2 separate regions of the Danio rerio genome follow, and region 2 is linked to region 1. The links are chromatin contacts, called in public Micro-C maps. All regions are on one chromosome and are shown on one strand. The core of a region is the stretch at or near the end of the contact, and the rest is flanking DNA. Distances in the headings are between cores, read along the strand shown.

Evidence for each region. A called contact is a pair of places that touch in the nucleus more often than the background predicts.
Region 2: a Micro-C map of caudal fin shows a contact between it and region 1, with 4 times the contacts expected there. The contact joins the promoter of tspan7 here to the promoter of bcor in region 1. A contact is called at or near these places in 3 of 18 Hi-C or Micro-C datasets (caudal fin, embryo and an unstated tissue) and 2 of 4 datasets of contacts at active chromatin or transcription factors (caudal fin and embryo).

What each region holds. Positions count from the first base shown.
Region 1 is chr22:10,791,880-10,798,824 of GRCz12tu, reverse strand. It overlaps bcor (BCL6 corepressor), which reads right to left and starts at 2,816. Exons shown (of 13, transcript NM_205626.1): 1 at 2,190-2,816.
Region 2 is chr22:11,142,170-11,149,114 of GRCz12tu, reverse strand. It overlaps tspan7 (tetraspanin 7), which reads left to right and starts at 2,933. Exons shown (of 8, transcript NM_001130818.1): 1 at 2,933-3,071. The coding sequence starts at 2,991. It also overlaps a transcript of sgsh not described here.

The DNA of each region.
Region 1 (6,945 bases), core at 1,567-4,066:
TATGATTTTACTTTGTGTTCTTATAGCCTCATATTTAGTTGATTTTCGTTTTAAATTCGCCTTAAACTTGCATAGGCCTACACTGTAAAAACATAAATATGATCAATCAGTCCTGTCCGAATAAGTTTTTAGGTCATTGTAACTTATTAAAATAACTAACTTAATTTTATAAGTTATGCAAGTTATTTTAAGTCAGTTTAACCTATGTTCAATGGACTGATAAGGTTAATTTGATTCAGCTTGAAAATTTAAGCCAACCAGGATTTTTTTTCTAAGGGTAAAAAACAAACTGATCTAAAAACATAAAAATATCCTAAATAACTACTTTTATCGTTAAGTCAATTTGGCTCTTATTAGGAACCAAGGGGTTGAAAAAACACAAAGAATGTGTAGCAATATGCGTCAATTTGAAATGCACTTTTAAAAATTGACAGTATGATTGAGTCACGCTGAAACACTGATGCCAAAAATCTGCGGTAGCCGTTTAGGCAAGCCTATGAAAATATGGATGGATCCAGGGCTTTCTTTCCACCAGGATTCATACGGATACGCTCTGACATGTTTGATTAATAGCGTCCACAGCGCTTTAATTATGCAGAATAGCACGTCGCAACCATTTAGAAACGAGACTCCAGTGAAAAATTAACCCACGGGTTTGACTAAAAAAAAGCAGGCCAGTAACTAAAGGGGCCCAAGTTTGCCTTGGTGAAAGTAACATAACGAACAACCACCAGCAAAGTGTTCAGATGTTGTCTGAACTCTTTAGATATACTAATTAGTGATTAAAGTGACTTAAACTGCACCCATTAAGTCAGGCTGGATAAAACTGGTGTTAGGTGTCTTATTCAAGGCAGAGTGATAATGGTTCATGGATCAGCCCTTGTGCGATGTAAACTATACAGACTTTCGGACATCGCGACTCCTTCACGGCTGAGATGCTCATAAGGTTTTCCCAACAAGGGTGCGCCAGCATACGCTGCGTAATGGGTGGAATACAGCTAGCCTACTAAGTGAAGAAAAAAATCTGAATATCTCTCTTAAATGTCTAAACAGCCGAGCCAGTCGAGGACAAAGAGATTTCTCAAACTTCAAGGTTTTGTGACAGATTATACACAGAACTGTCAGTGTCTGCTTAGCTGGCCAAGTCATTTCCCCCGTTCGGGACAAGACCAGACAGCGAAGAACTTTGAGCACAAGGTCGCGAAGTGTCTCGTCAACAACATTAACAAAAGGAGGGCAGTGTCTCCACAAAGCGGTCATGTTGAAGAACACTGCGCTTTAAAGTCTAGCACGAGACCCCGTAGTAAACCCTTATTATATTATATGAATACAAAAGCTTCTGATATCCATCATTTCGCTCCCCTCACAAAGCACAGTGGATAAAAGAAATCGAGGTGACCTCCAAACGTATGTATACATGTTTGGAGGTCACACGCATTGCTTTATTTCGAACCTTAGTAAAAAAAACGCAAGAAATGGTTTATTGGAAATTTCATGAGGTTGGAAACCGTCATATAAAAGGGCGAGGCTCGCGCAATCAATAGCGCTCGCGGTGTATCCCGATCGGAAAAAGAAAGTCCACGCGCCACCGTGAGCGCGTGCTCGCTTCATTTCTGGCATCTTATTACTCAACAAGAGAAAATTAACACACGTGAATTTCACAGAAACCCACAGTTCCACAAATCTACAATGCATTTTCGCTTTGAATAGCCTGTGATGCACAATCCACAAAGGTCAGCAAATAAAAAGGAAAGTCCCGTAACCTGGGAAATGTTTTTGTAGCAAATAAAGACAGCCCATAGATTGACAGAACCATTAAGATGTTCAGTTTAGTAAACTGAGAGCGATTTCTAATGTTTGCACACAAACTCAAACAACCAACAAGACATGTCAACAACGACAAGATCGTGACACCAGTCAGCACAGAGGCGATGTTGAAAACTTATCAACCAACGCAAGTTTCAAACAGAGATGTTACATATCAAACAATATGCTGGGATGTTCTAATCATGACACATGATTAATCATTACACATGATTAGAAAGGCATCGAAAACGAACCCTCTTTAGCTTTACCAAAGGTCCGCACGAAACTAATCGCCCGTACTTGCCAATAGGACAATGTAACGGAACAAACATAAGCAGGTAAGTCATGGAAAACATCAATAATTAAGCCTGAACTGTTCTTACCTTAAAGCTGTGATTCTTGATGTTCATTGAGTTGCACGAAATGTACTTGAGCTCCTCTTGAAATGCAAGTTTTCACTCTTTTAGTTTTTCAGACGTTCAAAGATTCCCGTTAAAACAAAGACGAGCAGATGCTCCTGTTGAAAGCTGCATTACTCTGTAACCTAAAACTCAGGTCAATCTAGTACCGCGAGTGTTCTCTTTGTTTCATATGAAGTCCGTCAGAAGTTCAAAGTATCTCCGGACTTGCCGAATACGAATATCCACTCCGCGAAAAACTGTGAACGCGTTTGGGAGATCCATATACATCCATGCAGACGCAGAACGTAATTCCTTTGATTCGGATGAGCAGGGTGGCTTCGACACGAATCGCGTGAATGCACAGGTGGCGAAAGATCCCCGGGGCTCGGGTTGAACTGAACTCAGTCTGTTATATGACGCCTCGCAGCGCCATGTTGGGCTTGCAAGACAACGAGCGATCGAGAGCCACGCCGCGAGAACGGCAGCAGTGTGTTTGCTCGTGTGTGCACGGGCCGGTCCTCACACGCACATTTAAGGACCGTTTGCCATCTAAACCGCCACACGAGTTCCCCGCTCTCTCTTTACTCTCCCGGGTACGATTGCGGTAAATTTTCTGTTTCTTTGTCCCGGTTCCGATAGGCGATATCCCTGGCGCGCTCAGTGTTCGCGCGACTGCTGCTTGTGTGTGTGCGCGCGTCTCTCCTAAGCGCGTGCAGCGGGGAATGAAAGCTGAGCGCAAGACGCCTGTCTCTCTCTAGCTCTCTCTCTCTCTCCAGCTCTCTCTCTCTCTCTCTTACCCAGAAGGCCAGTCGGGGGAACAACCGCAATTACCATAAACCCAGTAGGCTGCGCTCTCTCTGTACGACTCGATGCGCCCGTGTAGAATACAGCGAGAGGGGGGTGTTTCGCACAGCGTACGGGCTCCGTAAACAAAATTAATCGGCAGTGCCGCTGAGAGGCTTCTGGAAAACCACAAAACGGTATTTTTGGCTTATGATATAAAGCGAGAAGGAGGTGAAAGATAGATTTATGGGCTGTTCAAAAATCCTATGGATGGCATAAAGTGATATGAATGTAACTTTTTTTTAAGTAGAACAAATTTCAATGATTATTTTCAAAGGGAAACAGATTAAAATCAATCAATAAATAAATAAAATATTTATCTTAAAAAATTAGAAACCATTTTTTAAACATACAAAAATAAATAAATAAAAAATTGCAAAAAGAAAAAAAAAAAAAAAAAAAAAAAAAAAAAAAATATATATATATATATATATATATATATATATATATATATATATATATATATATATATATATATATATATATATATACTGCTTACACAAATGTATGGTGCAGTTCATGGCTTTTTTATGGAAAGTACAATTGTGGCTGACCTTTTGTTGTCCAAAAGACATTATTTATTAGCGTATGATCAGAATTGCACGTGCATAAACAAACTGCAGAAAAAATGACGCTGACCTTTTTGGGGCCTGTAATTATGAAGCTAAAGCCAAAGTTTGATTTTAAAAGATCACAGCAAGCAAAATTTAGGCTAAAATGATAGATAAATAAATGGCTAAATGTCATGGAGAAAGTTTCTTATGTTTCATGACAGTTTTACAAAAAAAAAAAAAATCTTTATGTAACATTTAAATGTCATTTGGGGTTTTGAAAATGATGAACTTTTTAAAAAGTACCCAAAACATTTAAATAATTGTTTTTGACGATTTCAATAATATGGGATATTTATCTGCAGAGATTATTTCCACAACCCTGATGATAAGATTAGGCTATACAAATACAACACAGAGAAACGTCACACTTGTTGTTTAGATAAAACGTTCGGAAAACATTTAATTTTAAAAAACCAAGAACGTTACAGAAAATATTTATACAACTAGAATGCTCCTAAACATGGCCAAACTGCCTGGTGTTCGTGGCCATTCTGCGCGAGAGGCTGTTTTTGTCGCGCAGAGAAGAGGAGCGGGATAATCGCGCGAGCTGCGTGTGTAACAGGATTGCTCGGGGCTTTGACGGAGGATGTATTGGCCACCGCCTGACGGGCAAACCCTTCCCCCACACACAAGCATCATCCCCGGGGGAGTCGACCTGGAGGTCACAGCGCTGGGGAACGCGCTTAAAGAGCTCGGGAACGTGCTCAGAGTCCTATATTCACACAGCCAGCGCTTCGCGTTTCAGCAAAATTAGAGAATGTAGGCCTGGTTGGTGTAGTGTACATTTCAAAGGGTTGCACAGCTCTTTTATGATGTAGACCTGTTCATTTATTTTAGTAGGCTTACCAGCTTTGTTACTCTACACACAGAAATAAAGTTTAGACCTATTTATTGTTTTGAAGTAGAGTTTTATTGTGTTTGAAATATTTATTAAAAAAATATTTATTTTTGGAATATGAATTATTATACAAAATGGAACTTAAAATACATAATCCAAAAATATTTTACTGATCGATGGCTAGCCTATATTTTGTCGACTCAAATAAAAGTCTAAATATACCGTGTTGTGGCATAGCCATTTTGAATCACTATTTTTGAAAATGTGTAAAAAATAATAAAATAACTTATTTTTAATCTAATTGATCTCGGACAATTTATATGAGATGCATTATAATGTGGGAGAAATGTTTTCCGGTAGCAAAAAAGGCCCACATTCAATCCAAACATACTATTTGAAGACTATAAATGTATAATTCTGAAGAGATAAGACAACGATATCTACTGATAAGAAACAGATACTGCATCTTTGAGAGCAAAGCTCAAAACGTGAGATCAGTTGCGCATACACGGACATCGAAACACCAATCGGACACCACAAAAATAAATCCCGAAATAAACAGACCATTAGGCCCAATTTAACACGGAGAGGGCCTTATAGGATATAAGAATTCTACAGCTGACACAAACGCTCCCCATTCATCAAAATCTAAATAAATAAGAGGCGAGTGTGGTGGGCTTTTGTATTGTTGTTTAATCTGATCTCGTCAAGGCCGCCCAAACCTTCCCCCATCCAGCCTTCATTTATACATGCATGGGGTCTCTCTCTCCCCCGTCCCACCCTCTCCAGAGCTCCATTGTGTTCAGTGCCCGAGGCGCTGCGCTCCGCGTTTTCCCCGAGAATAAAGAGACGGAGGAAGGGGAAGAGACGACTGAGTGCCATCAGCGCCGGTGTTAATGTCCGCTCATCGAGACTTTGTCACTTCCAGGCGTGATCTGTCATTCAAAGCCATCAGAGCAGCGTAGAACCGGCCGAGTCACTTCTGCGCTTAAAACATAACTGCCCCAAAATAAACGCATGTTGTCGGCTGTTTAACCCTTTTCGTGATTGAATAGGCCAAATTTTAAAGTGTTTAAAACCGTGCCGTGCACAAAAATAGGCCTAAGCCATATACAAATATAGAGAAACATTAAAAACCTATGACAACGGTGAAATAGCTCGCTACAATGTGCATTTAGTCTTTAAAATAAAGTAAAATACATTAATAAATGCTGTAAAAATGTTGAAAACAGAAGTGTTGGCACGTAAACCTTTAAAAATAAACAAACAGCCTAAACGGATAAATAAATAAAAATACAAAGTCTACTTTAAAAAAAACACAGTTAATAATCGAATAAATACGTGAATATTAAATTGAGATCCAAAATAAAAACTGAAAAATATATACATTTATAAGCAATTAAATAAATAAATAAAGCAACAGGCAATTAAATAATTCAGCAAACTGAAAAGACACTCATATCTAGCTACAATATTATATAAAATAAAAATGTTATTATAATTATATATAATTTTTATTTATTAAATATATAATAATCCAAATTTTTACCAAACTATTGATGACATTGTTATTGATATACTGATTTATGTTAGTAATTTACTTTTATAAATGCTTGTTTTTTTATTCAAAATACATTGAAAAAATCATTTATAAAAATATACAAAAATTCTTATAATATATAGGCCTATTTTAAGGGAATAACAATAAACCCATGAATATATATACCTATTTTTAGAATTAATAATATAATAATAGTCTAATTAGAAATAATTAACACGAAAATTTAAATTAATATTTAATTTTTTATTTAAAAATTGATAATTAAAAAGACATTTTGTGTAGGTCACGTTGAGTATAACTACTAAATAATAGTAACAAGTATTAAAAAAGATATTAACAGCTTATATTTTTAAAAATACTTTTTTAAAACAATAAACTTATCTAGCCTATCAACAAAGCGCGTTTCTCTATCTAATTAATAATTGACAAGCTCAGACCGATGAAGCAGAACTCAGCCAGACTTGAGCTGCGTTGCCCTGTCAGGGTCATTGTGTCCCGTTGGGTGGCCGATGGCTGGGTCACTCTAATTGTCTGCTATTGAATTACCTAATGGAATGTGAAAATCAGAGGAGGCGTGTCACGGGGTCGCGCACAGCAGTCACCGCGGCGGCGCGCTTCAGTCCCGCGGCTCTGCGCGAGAACGGACCTCAGACGCGACAATAAAAACATCTAAACACAAACCCTGGAGAGGAGGAACGGGCTGCGTTTGAATAGATCATGTTTAATGGATTATATTGTAGATCTGATGTTTGATCTTGAACGAAACTGCAACGCAGCAGAAGTCTATATAGGTCAAGGTTTTTGAAAAAAGTTTGACTTATAGTTTCAGATCCTGTAAGTTTGTGATAAGATTTTGAAAGTATGCATTTTTCTAAATGAAAA
Region 2 (6,945 bases), core at 1,684-4,183, 350 kb before region 1:
CCAGCCTGTTAAAAGGGGTGGGGTTTTTTTCTCAAAAAGTGGACCTTTTTGCAGTCGTTTGACTCATTTTCTATCTAATTATGAGTTTTAAATATAGCAAGATTTTAAACACATTTTTTGTTGAATTAGCTTGTCGGACGGTCACACTTTTTGATGTACCAAAAACATTTTCTAAAGATTTAGAATAAAGTAATATGAAGAGGCTACTTATTTTTAGGCTTCTTTATGATATATTCATAGGGGGGGAAATAGCATTTCTTTCATTTAAAACTGTGCCATATTGAAATTTAGTAGGTAAACAAACTGGCAAACACATTCATCTTTCCTCGGTCTCAGAATTTGGCCATTTGAATAATAAACAACATATAAACATAATAATAAGAATGTAGAGCTTTTCGATTTTTCAAGCATCTTTTCTAAAAAAAAAGTACATTTGAAAATTCATGAATAACAGCAATAGCTTACAAGTATTAATATGGGCCACTTTTAGTGCTTTACAACTTTTTATTGGTCATTTTATTTTCTTTGAAGAATAAGGTCCAAGAATAAAAGCTACTTATAAAATGTTTTCTCTACAACAATACGGTGAAAGTTGACTTGGGGGGAAAAGTTGACTTCTTTCAAACCACCCAAACCCCCCTTGGGCCTGAATGTGTTAAAGTACCTACAGTTTTACATTTAAAACACATAGGCGAATTAGAAGGGTTAAAAAGATGCGGTTAGGAGAGATATGAAATGTATTATTTTATGTTGTAAATAAAAAATATATATATTTTTTTAAACCATTTAAGGTCAATTATTATTAGCCTGCTTAAGCAATACATTCATTCATTCATTTTCTTTTCGGCTTAGTCCCTTTTATTAATCCGGGGTCGCCACAGCGCAATGAACTGCTAACTTATCCAGCACGTTGTTGCGGATGCCCCTCCAGCCGTTTCCGGGACACACTTAAGCAGTATTTTAAGTTTATTTAATTTTGTTGAGGTTTATGATATTTCTTTTTTTGTATCAAAAGTCATTTCTAGCATTAAAATCATTTTAGGTAAAAAAAATAAATAAATAGTTATATGCTGATAATTAATTAAATGATAAACTAGTTTTATTTTGTTCATATTTTTATAAGTTTATTAAATATGGTTGGAAGTGAATGATTTTTTTTTATTGTTATTAACGTGCACATTTTTTTATTTTGTATATATATTTTTGATAAACACAATTTCAGCATTTAAAAGTTGCAAAAATACAACGTATTCGACGTCAGGCTAAAAAGTGTATGGTAAAAAATAAATGCAAGATAAAGTCAATTTCTCTTCTAACTCCCATTGCTAAGAATCCATCATTTATACCATCTACATTAGATGGAACTTTTACGCAATGGAAGGAAATGGGTGCACATACTGTAGGAGATCTTTTCGCTGATGGAAATCTAGCTTCATTTAACCAATTACAGCAGAAATTTAAACTCCCTCAGAATAATTTTTTCAGATTTTTACAGATAAGGAACTACATACATGCCCATACGTCTTCATTGGATAGTACACCCCCTTCCATCCTTGACAAATGCCTAGATTGGTGTAAAGGTAGTAAAAAACCATTATCAATAATTTATGAACAACTACTATCTGTTACTTCCCCCTCCACAAAATGTTTTAAGGAAGAGTGGGAGAAAGAATTGGGAGTGAAAATTTCAGAAGAAATGTGGCAGTCAGGTTTGGAGGATATTAATAAACAATCTATTAATTCTAGACATTGTCTTATTCAATTTAAAATAATTCATAGGTTACATTATTCAAAGAAAAAATTACATAGAATTTTCCAAAATATTTCACCTCTTTGTGACAAATGTAATTCATCAGATGCGGATCTATCTCACAGTTTTATTTTTTATTCTAAGATACAGAATTATTGGAATGGAATTTTTGATGTGCTTTCCGAAGTGTTGAAGTTGCAATTACAACCAGATCCAATGCTTGTAATTCTGGGATTCTCTGAACAAACACATTTGTTGTCAAATACACAACATAAAATGCTCTCATACTGCTTAACTACTGCCAAAAAGCTACTGCTACTGTTTTGGAAAAAAAGGAATCCCCTACATGTAAACTGTGGCTTGGAGAAATTGCTTCTATGTTACATTTGGAGCGAATTAGATACTATTTGAAAAGAAAACTGGAACAATTTGACAAAATTTGCAATCCCTTTATCTGTTACCTTGAAAAAAAAACTCATAATAATGCATCATTTCTGTAATGTTTTAACATGCTTTGTCTTCATACTCTATTTTTCAAACAGGTCTTTGTAACAAGTTTGCTTGTTATGTGGGTGGGTGATTTTATTTTTATTTTATTTATTTAATTTTTAATTTTCTCCTTTTAATTTCCTTATTTGCTGTGCCTATGTTATATGTGGACAAAATATGTAAACAGAATTAATTTTGTCTTGAATCTGTGTCTTCATCAATAAAACTTATTTGACAAAAAAAATAAATAAATGCAAATGAACTAGACTCAAAATAAACACTTTTTAAATTTAGTTTATTCTTGGAAAGACAAAAAAAATACTATTTAAAAAAAATCCCGCTTTAGCTGTAAATAAATATGCTGTAAAATCATATCTTATGTCCTTTAACAATACTAACAAAACGTCTCTGATTCAATATTCAATATTAATTTCCCCAAAACCCCGGACATATTTACATAGATTAAAAAACCTGCTTTCATTTTTTCCTCACTTTTCACTGACGCAAAAGCCACCTGCCTCACCTTTAGCGCAACTGTCGTCACTGTCATGTGACGTCCAGCAGAGGGCGTCGCGTCTCGGAGGCGGGGATTGAACGTTCCTTACTCCTCCTCTGATTGGCCGGCTGGGAGCCTGACAGCGAGGGGCGGGACCTTTGCGGGGTATCTCGCCCCGTGATTGGCCAGGCGGATCTAGAGTGACTGGAGCAGAGGCGCAGCGGAGAATCACAGCAGCACAAACCCACTGCGCTCATGGCATCAAGGAGAATGGAGACCAAACCAGTCATAACCTGCCTCAAAACGCTCCTCATCGTCTATTCCTTCGTGTTCTGGGTGAGTGAGAGCAATTTGTTGGCGTTTTTGAGCGTGTCATGTTTCTGCAGCGTGCCGTCAAGCATTTGAAATGATTTATTATCATAATAAGACGTTTGTTGCATTATTGCGCCACTGGAAAACAAGTGCATCTCCATCATGGCAGGGCTGGACCCTTCCGAGGCCATTAGAAACACGAATATGATTATGTGCATCACTAAATGTGTTCGAGATTAGGATGGACAATGTGCATTTTTGATGCCAGTAATGAAAAAAGATGAAAAACGAGACGTTTTGGAGAGTCAGAATCAAGGTGTTTGATGTTATTATTAATAAAAAAAATATGTTAATATCCAAATATGGACATAGCCAGAACATTATTCGTCATGAGTTGAATATTCATGTTCAGAAATGGACTTATACACAGGGTTGTGAATTATTAACTGCATATTAATGTTCAAATACGAGCAAATGCTGTACATTATTAATCATATTTTTCAAATATTAATGGCCAAATATGGACAGGAGCTGGAAGTGATTGATCATGAATTGGATTTTAATGTCCAAACAAAGACGTTTGCAGAAAATGATTGGTCATGAATTAGATTTGGATGTCCAGGTCTGAACACATGCACATCTTAAATTATAGATTTAAATGTTAATGTCCAAATCTGCTCAAGTTCTAGAAATTAAACCGGTTTATTAGGGGTTGAAGTGACCTTCATCTCTGTCATATGAATATGAGACGTCAGCGTCCTCATCTTCAGGCATAAACATGATGGTTTCTGTCTGCTGAAAGTCATTTGGAGAGTTAACTCGGCACCGCCCCGGTACTGGTTTGGTATCTGTGTGTGAGATTCAGTTAGATTGCATTACTATAACTTTAATGAATAAGGCTTTAACAAACATTTGTAAAGGACTATAGGGGTTTTTTAAATGTTATGGCCAGGTATATGCATAGTGCGGTCTGTGATTCATCAGAGAGTGTGTTCACATTTGTAGTTCAGTTCTTTTGATTTGTTTGGTCCACTCCAAAAATATAAATGATACATGTAATCCTGTTTGCTTAGTGTTCACATTTTCATTTTGTGTGTAAAGGAGTTAAAACAGAGCCAGAAATGTTTCCATTGCACACACGAATAACAAAAATCTACTGCAATGAGACATATTTCCTTCTCTTGGGGTTTTTGGTCTGGATCTAAAACAAATATGTATTTGGTCATGATCCATTTGGCATCCGCTTTGTCAATCTAAATCTGCAAGTACATATTCAAAAGAAAGATTTTTATGATCTATATTTAAATCCCAAAGAATATTGTCTAAACAACTTTTTCAGCTGAGAACTAGAGTCAAAGCAGGGTAAGGAGCTAACGGATACTTAAACAAATGTGTTAAGTTCATATGCAAGTCAAAGCACACCAGAGTTTGTTTGGAAGTGGATTGAGATTAGCCGTGTGTTCACACCACCACCAGCAATGCTAGTCTAGTTTCATGCTGTTTATAGAAGATGTTTAATAGCCTTGGTCTCTACATTAACATTAATTTGTGCGCATTCTACATTGCGAACTGAGAAATCCACATAGCAGCAATCAACATCTCCTTCGTTTTGCTTGGGAACTACTGTGGTTTATTGGACTACATTCTCTTGAACCCTCTCAAGCGATGGACTTTTACATTGCGATGAAGGTTGCTGTCGGAATGCGTCATAGCTCATTAGCATAAAGTTGACCTGATTTTAACTTTCCTTCATCATTGCGCCGCTTTCGCTGTAGCTTGTCACATTAAAATAAATGACTTCAGGCTACTTTATTGCTCTTATTGGTGGTGGTGTGAAAATTCAATAATATTTTAAGATGCTTCAATCTACTTATTTGGTGTACACCAAGGTTTAAAATGTCAGTGTTCATACTTATTCAAATGAATAAGCAGTCACACCTGAATTCACTTTAATTTGATCAAACATGCCTAGGTTGAAATGCCCTTAATCTGACCAAAAATGGCACGTCTAGACCAGAAGAGACTATTTTATTAATATCTAAAGTGACCAATTAGTTTATCAAGTAATGTAGAAGTAGGTTTTTAGTGTATAATATAACTTTAAGTGATTTTGATATTGCAAATTTTAGCAGTTTCTGGTTAAAGGTTGATACTAGAAACTGAATGTGATTACATACATGCAGTATATTCATAGATTTATATTCCTAATGTGCAATTTAGCATTGTGTAATGTTTATTTAGACTAATGCAATATATTCTAAAGTGTTTGCACAATAGTTGTTAATGACTTTGATATTGTTTAATATTGTTGTGTCGATTTTCTACAATATTTTTATACTGATTTTATTTTACACACTTTTTTTCTCTTCTACTTTGTTATATGTATATTGGATATTAACAGTATTTAATTTAATTTGTGTTATGGATGCACTCAGTGTGAAAAGGGAAGTCTTTTATTTTGAATTGGTTACTGTTACGGATATAAACAGACACAGAGATCGCATATGATCATGGCGTCCCAGCTTTGAGGTCTGCAACAGCTTAAAGGTTAAGCTTCTGGTTTGATTGGAGAACAAGGTACTGACATTTCACGTTTAACATGTTTTTTTTTTTTTATTGAATTCAAGTGATAATTGTTTATTTGTATATGGCTTTCATGTTTGTTTTACGGTTTGCTTACTTTTGGTTTTGTTTTCTTTTTGTATACAAAGCTCTTAGGCCCCATTCACACGGGGCGTCAGCTTCAATGCTTCCCATTCACCATGAATGGGTAATGTCAGGCGTGGCCGAACTGCATTGTGGATCCGCCGGCGGTGCTACAGTGGCGTTGCTAGCTTAAGAAGTTGGAACTTTCTCAACTTTTCAAGCGAGAAAAGTCAAGCCAGCCAATCAGATCGCTGTATGCAATCACCAGCTCAGACAATAGGTGATTGCTGACTAATTTCATTGGCTGACGCTGTGTTACGCCCGATTCACACGGTGCTTCAGCGTGAACACTTGATAGAGGGTGTGTCTGAAGTTGGGGCTGACGCGATCGTCATAGCAGCGTCAGCCAATGAAGTTAGTCTTTAATTGACTACTGTTTGAGCTGGTGTATTTGCATAAAGCAATCTGATCGGCTGACGCATCCGTTGTCGCTTGAAAAGTTGAGAAATTCCCAACTCCTGCAGCGAGCAACACCACTGAAGCGGCACCGGCGGATCCACAATGCAGTTCGGCAACGCCTGACATCACCCATTCAAGGTGAATGGGAAGCGTTGACGCTGACGCCTCGTGTGAATGGGGCGTTTCAGTGTTCGTGTTGGTGTCGGTGGAGGGAATGTTGCACTCAAATAAATCATAGGAAAACATCTTTATTGGTGTAAATAAAAACACTTTATTTACACCAATAAAGAGTCAGGGAGCAGGGAGCTACAATAGTTCTGTTGGCCAAAAAAATGCCATAGCCTGAAGCTATTGTTAGTTAAGAGTTTGATAAATGGTCTATGACACCATTTTGTCACTGATTGTTTAAAACAAAAGAGAGAAATGAGTTAAATGTGCCAAATAATTGATGTAAATGGTGAATTTCACAATTCATTAAATCCATTTGCGAACCATTTTGGACAGATCTCTCTATAAATCACATTGGTGTTGTCCAGGAATGTAACCAAATATTTAAGAAATTTGAACCTTTCAGGAAGATATGATGTTTATCTGAAATAAATTTGCATAATGATGGCACATTCTGCATTTTTGAATATACTTAGCATTGAAAAAAATTACATTTTCTGGCCCTGAAATGACTCTTAATGGCGACTCTCATTCAGCAAGTCAGACAATAATAATACATTAAGACACAAATTCCAGTGAATAAACATTGAGCTGCATGTTAAAAAGGCTTCTAAACAGGCATATT